Regions from separate parts of the Rattus norvegicus genome. Here region 2 is linked to region 1. Evidence: chromatin contacts called from public Hi-C data. All regions are on one chromosome and are shown on one strand. Each heading gives the region's core, a stretch centred on a gene start, on an enhancer-like site or on the middle of the called end of the contact. The rest is flanking DNA. Distances are from core to core; before and after follow the strand shown. Region 1 has its middle 15 kb from the start of Hsd11b1. Region 2 holds the start of Camk1g (calcium/calmodulin-dependent protein kinase IG).

The links. A called contact is a pair of places that touch in the nucleus more often than the background predicts.
Region 2: a Hi-C map of the A7r5 cell line shows a contact between it and region 1, with 3 times the contacts expected there. The contact joins the promoter of Camk1g here to the enhancer-like site in region 1. A contact is called at or near these places in 12 of 12 Hi-C or Micro-C datasets (the A7r5 cell line, the Rat2 cell line, Schwann cells and 7 more) and 1 of 1 datasets of contacts at active chromatin or transcription factors (oligodendrocytes).

Annotation. Positions count from the first base shown.
Region 1 is chr13:107,316,438-107,320,285 of GRCr8, forward strand. It overlaps a transcript of Hsd11b1 not described here. Among named protein-coding and RNA genes, the nearest start is that of Hsd11b1, 15 kb to the left of the region's middle. Within about 2 kb of position 2,179, at least 9 of the 93 cell types and tissues checked have an H3K27ac peak or open chromatin away from gene starts, as enhancers often do. A contact at or near this core is called in the A7r5 cell line, where this site is marked.
Region 2 is chr13:107,428,254-107,431,895 of GRCr8, forward strand. Camk1g (calcium/calmodulin-dependent protein kinase IG) reads right to left here and starts at 1,977. Exons shown (of 13, transcript NM_182842.1): 1 at 1,927-1,977.

The DNA of each region.
Region 1 (3,848 bases), core at 929-3,428:
GAACATGAGTGTGTGCTATGTATGTATGTGTAGGAACATGTGTTTGGGTGTGCATTATATATGTATATTTGTGTGTATTTGTGTGTATTTGTATGAGGAGCATGTGTTTGTGTGTGTGTAAGCATCTGTTTCTGTGTATCTGTATGAGCATGTGTTTGGGTGTGTGTTGTATATGAATGTTTTGTGTATATGTTATATATGAACATGTGTTTCGTGTTGGTATGTATGTGTATTGTGTATGTGTGTATAAGTGTACATGCTGTGTGAGAGCATGTGTTTGTGTGTGTGTGTGTTGTTTATATGTGTGTATTGTATGTGTGTGTGTGCCCTTTCACAGACCTTCAGAAGCAAGAGGCAGCAACAGTTAATCTTTCATTCCAGTATTTCTGAGCCACATGCTGCTCCACTGAGCATCCTCTAAGCTGAGAGAATGATCCTGTGGAGAAAGAAGTCAGGGTGGCGGGAGGATGTGATTTATGGAGTCTGACTCGAGTCGACACGGTACATGGCTCTGGCAGAGAGGCCCACTTCTAAGTGTCGAGGAAAACAAGTGAGTGTAGATTTTGAACCCTCTGCTTCTCTTCTGAGCCCAGGGAGCTTCTTGGCACTACTCGTTTGCTTCCTTCTATTTGTGGAAAGTAGATGAATGCGGCTTCCCCAGATATTCATAAATCTTGGGAAAGGGTGAAGAAAAGGAGGTGGGAGGGAAATTCCTTCCATGTCTCCTCCCAGCCCTGACCACCATGGCTAAACTTCATTCTCGTCTCTGTTGTGTCACTTACCTTTTCAATCCTAATGTGCTTTATCCAAAAAGATCGTCTTTCCCATGGTGTTTAATTTCCCATTTGATGTCTGTCAGGATGGTTCATGGAGTTTGAGGGCTTGGCCGAAGCCTAACAGGGAGGGAACTGGCTGTAGTCTCTGGGCTCTAGAATGCTAAAGGCTTTAAGGGTTTTTTTTTTTGTGGGGAGGCGGGGGAGGTTAGCATATGAAGAAATGGGTCTCACTGGGTCATTTTTATACATGTCCTTATATTTTATTCTTATTCCACTTCCATCCTCTGCTCCTCCTCTCCTGCTGTCCCTTTATTCCCCCAGATGCTGCCTTCTGCTTTCATGACACATATTTCACTACCTTCTCCATTCATCTCTCCTTCCCTTTAGACCTCCCTGACTCCTCTCATAGTCCCCTTTCTACTTACGTGTCTCTCAAGCAGGCACACTCACACACATGTATACACACTCAACACACAGCCACACACACTACATACACATTCACATACACACATGTTCACACACATATACAAATGTACACACACATACACACATGTACACACTCTCCTGTGCACATGTGCACACATACACACATATACACATGCATGTACACACATTACACATGTTCACGCACATGCACATGTTCATACACATGCACACACACACACACACACACACACCCCTCTTTCCCCTCCCCTCCCTCTCTTTCCCCTCCACTCCCTCTCTTTTTAACCCTCTATTCCACATACAAAGTTTTTAAAAACTTGTTGGTCTCTCTGATGGTTTATTTTATTTAACATAATGCTCTTCTGTAACCTGGTCTTTGCTACTTTGTGGGTTCTTCTTTTTCCCACCCTTGATTCCCCTGTTTCACCTCCTAACACCAGATAGGAGAGAAGTGGAGAAGGGAGAGAGAAAGATAGAGATCCTCGAATCTAATTTCCACGTCTGTTTCTCCTTTGAGCATGCCTGCTAATGAACTGCAGTAACTCCCTTGAAAGACCAACACCCACACCCCACCTCTGTTTGCCCACCACCCACCCCCATCTCTATTTGTGTACCCTCTGAAAAGTTCCCAGAATTCTAAATGTCACACACCCTCACAAATTATCTGCACCCAGTAAAACCACACTTCCGCTAGAGCATGAGATAAATGAATCATCATCAGCTGCTGTGGACAGTCTGAAGCAGCCCCACATCTGGGATTAAAACGAAAGCACATTCCTATAATATTTCTGTGTTTTTAAAAGAACCCCAAATTCCAGAATTCTCACTATACTTTTCCATCCATTTTCCCGCAGATGTCATAATTTCATTTTCCTTAGGGGTGAATAAAGTTCCATCATGGCTTTACTCATTCATCGGGGATCTAGGCTGGCTCGGGATATTGTGAATGGCAGCGACTATGAACATGTGACTGTCTTTGTGGTATGCTGTCTTAGAGTCCTTGGGTAAACACTCAGGAGTGGGATAGCTGGAGAACTAGTGCCCTGTTACTTTTTGAGGAATTTTCACCCTAGTTTACACTCCGCCTTCCTCACCAGCATTTGATGTCAATGTTTTCTTTATGGTAGCCATTTTGAGCAGAGTAAAATGAACTCTTAAAGCAGTTTCAATTTGTATCTCTTTCATGGGCAAGAATGTTGAAGACTTTTAAAAGTATTGAGTAGATGACTTTTTTTTTGCAGTTCTTTATACAGCCTAGATATTAACTCCTTGTCCAGTGGGGTAGTTGGCAAAGATTCTCTCCCATTGTGTTGACCTTCTCTTCATTCTCCTGATTATTTCCTTTGCAGAAGCTTTTAAATGTCACGCAATGTCACATGTCAATCTTGGAATTATTTCTTGAGCAATTAGAGTTATTTTTAGAAACTTCTTGCTTGTGCATACATCATGAAGTGTTTTGTTTACATCTTTTCTTGAACATTTTTGGAGTTTTGGGTCTTAAATTAAAGCCTTTAAATCCATTATTCAATTTTGTGCAGGGTAAGAGAGAAATCTATTTAATTTTGTTCTGCGTGTCCTATCCAGTTTCCCCAGCATGGTTATTGAAGAGCCTGACTTCCTCTGGTATATGCTTTTGGTGCCTGTGTTAAAAACCTGGCAGCTGGGTCTATGCATGTGTCTTCACTGCTAGTCCACTGGTCTGTCTCTGCTTTTGTGTTGGTTTGTCCTTGTGGCTCTGGTGTGATTTGAGATCGGGTGCTATGGTTTCTCTAGCACTACTCTTTGTGCCTGGGTTTGCTTTTGCTCTCTTGGAGTCTTTTGTGGTGCCAAATGAGTTTGAGTTTAGGATTTTGTCTAGTTCTGTGAAGAATGTCATCAGGGTTTTGATGGGATTGCATCGAATCTATAGATTTCTTTTGGTAAGAGCCATTTCACAATATTGATTCTGCCAGAACATTTCTAGGGTCTTCTTCAAGTCCTCCTCAGTGTTTGAAAGTCCTCACCTCGTTGGATAAGGTTGTTCTTAGGTGTTTTATGTTTTCATTGTGAATAGTATTTTTTAGCAAATTCATTAGTAGTATATTGAAAATGATTGGTTTTTGTAGGTTGGTTTTGAATCCCGAAGGTTTTAACAAACTTCTGGCAGGAGAGGGCGCCCAAGGGTTGGAAGAAAAAAAGACTGCAGCAATTTAAAGGCAGACAGACACTGAGACTAAATTTCTGGCAATGTTTCTATAATCCAGAGGGACCTATGGGTTAAGTCAGGACAAAAGAGGATAAAGGAGAAGGGAGGAGAAAGACTCATAAGCACTGATACAACCTAGAAAGAGCCACAGATAGGGAACTGGTTTTCCTGACCCCTTCTACACACACACACACACACACACACACACCCACACACCACACTACATACACGCACACACTACACACACTATACACACACCCATGTATATACACAAATATACACACTCATATACACACACCCTATACACACACACACCACACACTATACACACTACACACACACTCACACAGTACGCATACAAACAACCCTACACCACACACACATGCACACTCACACACTCACATACATACTCACATACACACACACTACAAGCATTCACACAC
Region 2 (3,642 bases), core at 727-3,226, 110 kb after region 1:
CAGGCTGCTGCGGCTGGGTGCCGTCACTCGCACGCACTCGTGTGGCAGTTTATTTCTGGCTGGGTGTGCGTGTGTATGGGGGAGAGGGAACAGACAAGAGCCCTCCTTTTAGAGAGGGAGGCTTTTTGCTTCCTTCTAGCCAGAATTGCTCCCATGTCTCAGGGGATAATCAGGGAAGGACTGAGCCCCTAGGCAGGGCAGTACTAGACATTTTGCAGGTATGATCCCTATTGTGGATTCCCTGCTACCTTACACCATTTTATAGCTGAGATACTGGTGGATAACAACGTTCAGGGGGAAATGCCCTAAATCAAACAGATAGCATGTGGCTGTAGTGGGCTTTAAGTCCAATTCTAAGGCTCCCAGTGTCCTTGTCAGTGTACCACAGGACCTGTTGCCTCTTTTCTGGAGGTGGCCGATGGGATACTGTTCCTTCCTCCTTATGACACTGCCATGCTGCATAGCACCTGACTTATTCCTGGGAGACACATGGCTTCAATGATCCCATAAAGACTGAGTCTCCTACAGTGTTCAAATTCTCACTGTTGAAGCTGGGGACCAGTGTCTCTTGCCTGCGCTGCTCCTGGATCCATCTTAAACCTTTGCTTCTTCAGCCCTCAGGCTTTTTCCAAAGTTCTTCTCATCTTTAAACAGTACTCTTTTTACACACACACACACACACACACACACACACACACACACACACACACACAGGAGCAACATGGAAAGGACTGGTGTTCAAGGCTGCCAGGACACAAGGGTTGCCAGCGGCAGCTGGCTTTATAGCAAGCAGGAAATCACCTTACTTCTCTATATACTAAGTGTGTTGGGGTCGGGGGAGACAACTAGTCCATCGCTGGATGAATTAAAGGCCCATTGCCAACTGCAAAGTGTGCCAGTATCAGCTATTACTAAGCACTTTATACTCTGGTCTGTTTCAGACATGGGTCTCATCTTTGGCCCCGGCTTAGCCCAGGTCCACAGGAATGATGATTCTATTCCAACTGTGCTCTGTGATCTGGCACAGATTCCTTACCTGAGACAGAACCTGCTTGACCCTCTTGACCCAACTCAGAGATTGTCCTCCCTATCGGTTTTCTGTTTCCAGAGCAGGAGGCTGGCCAGGCTCACACTGCAGCTGGCCCTGCAGCCACCTCCTCCAGTCTCAGGGTTAATGTTGTGCGTCAAACTTAACGTGGAGAGAAGAGGCTAGGGTGGGTGGCAAATCCAAACCTACTCTTGAGTACCCCACAGAGCCGTACTGGGGAAGTTTAGACTCCAGGGGCGGATGAGCCCCTGGGGAAGGTGAAGGGAGTTGCTTATGACTGACAGCTTCAGCTTCTGTCTGTGTCCTGCATCTTAATACAGCAGCAGGGGTGGGAAGGAGCCCTGCCATAGAGACCCTGCTTGCTGCAAGGCCTGAGGCCATCTCTTCCCCAGCTTGAAGAGCAGCCACAGGCTATTTACCATGGCTTTTGTACCCATAAGCTATCTATCCATCCCCACCAAGGATGCTACTGTGGGCTGGGTGAGCCTTCTCCTTTGATAGGTGAGTTAGGACCCAGAGGTAAAGGATGAAGGGTGATCTGGAAGAGGGATGCTTAGGGGCTATAGGTCCTGATACCCCCTCCCATTCTCAGCAACACCCAGGATCTATCTCACTGGCTACAATGCTCTTCTATTCCTGTCTATGCCATAAATGCAGAAGGTTCTCCTGGGCCAGCTCAGGAGGAATGATCAGCTATCTTCCCCAGGAAGCACCTATCAGGTCCTCATTCTTTTTCCGCTACAACTTACCCTTGAGACTAGAAGAGCCAGGAGAGACTGACAGGGGCTGAAAGGAGGTGAGTCTTCAATCCCTCTCCCTCTCCTCCGTGTCAACAAGATAACCTCCCCAGAGACCAGAGAAGAAACAGGCTGTCTTACCCAGGGGCTCACAAGAAAGGTGCTCCAGTCTGTGATCTTGGCCAGCGAGCCTGCTCCTACAGGTCTGTGAGGATTAGCTGCCCCAGTGCTTTAACAATAAACCCAATTAAAGGGGAGGAATACAGGGGTTTTCTTTCCCAGGACTGTAACCAGGCAGCCTTAAAGGGGAGTAAAAGTAGCTAGAGTGGTTTCTATCTCTCCTTGCTTTCCTGGGCTCTGCTCTTCCTCCCTCCCTCCCAGGAAACTGAAAAAAAAAAAAAAGCTCAGAAAGAACCCTTTAATGCCTGAGTAGTTGTTTACACACTGTGCTGTTGGGCATAAATTTTGTCTACGTTGATGTGTGAATAACAGAAAACAATGTGAGATCAAGTTGCGATTTCCTCCCTGAAGTGTAAACAGATTTTTGCAGAGAAGCTATTTGAGACTGCCTGACTCAGTTTCCACTCTACACAGCAGTTGCTGGATTAGGTTGTCTAAAAGCCCCTTCCCCCAGCCCTGTAAGAGCTCTGTGTCGCTTAGAACCTCCCATGAGCAGTGAGCCTATCGGAGGGAGGAGGGAGAGAAGCCCCTGGCTTAACTGGATCTATCCTGATCTCTGATGCCTTCCTTCTCCTTTGGATCTTCAAACTCCATTCTGTCCCCAGTCCTTACTCAGGAGACTCCAGGAGACCACTAGTCCCCTGGAAACGCTCTGTTCCCTGGGGACCTTCACCTTCCTCTCTCTGCCTCGCCCTTTGGCTAGTTCTCTTTTCCCTCTTCAGGTTCCTCCGGCCTCTGACTTCTGAATCATGCTTTCTCCTTATTCAGTCTCTTAGCGCTGCCCACCCATGGGTGCTGCAACCACTTTCATGAGGAACACTCACCTGAATGTGGCCATATTCTAGCTACCTCCAACCTCACTTTTCTCCTGGAGTTTTCCTAGGGAAGTTAATGTCTGTTAACTTCCCAGGAATCCTTCTTTGTCTGTGCTAACCCCAAATCCTGTTAGCCCTTAGACATGTTTGTGTGTTCTCCTAGTTAGCTTCCAACTCATCCTTTCTATTTTGTGTAACCTTGTAGTCTTGGGGAAAATAACTTTTTCATGGGTACACAACAGGAGCTGTATTCAAAGGTATCATCCCTCTACCCTTGAGCCTGGCCTTACTGTCTAGGGGTGGCCACTTGTATTACTTCTTGTGCATGCCTGTGGCATTCTCACAGATGCCAACAAATAGAATATGTGTGTTATGTCTTCTGATGTCTCCTGTTCCGGTCTGCTTTTTGTCTCTGTGGATAGACACCATGACCAAAAGCATCCTGGGAAGGAAAGGGTTTATTTGGATTACACAGTCCAGATTACAGAACATCACTGAGGAAAGTGAAGTCTAAACTCCAAGAGGAGCTGAAGTGAGACCGGAAGGGATGTTGCTTACTGGCTTGCTCCCCTTGGCTGGCTCACCTTGCTTTCTTATACATCCTAGGACCAATTACTGCACACCCTCAGGCTTTCTTGTCTTGGTTTATTCACGTGGAATACCCCATCCACTGCCACCTATTGGGATGCCACATATTAAAAGACCCACCTTACTTTTTCTGATAAAATACCCAGTAAAAATAACTTGAGAGAGAAAGTGTATTCGGCTTATAGTTCGAGAGCAAGAAGAATCATGGCTGGGAAGTCACCGCCAGCAGAAACTTATGCAGCTGGTCACATCCAACTACAGTTCAGCTAGACAA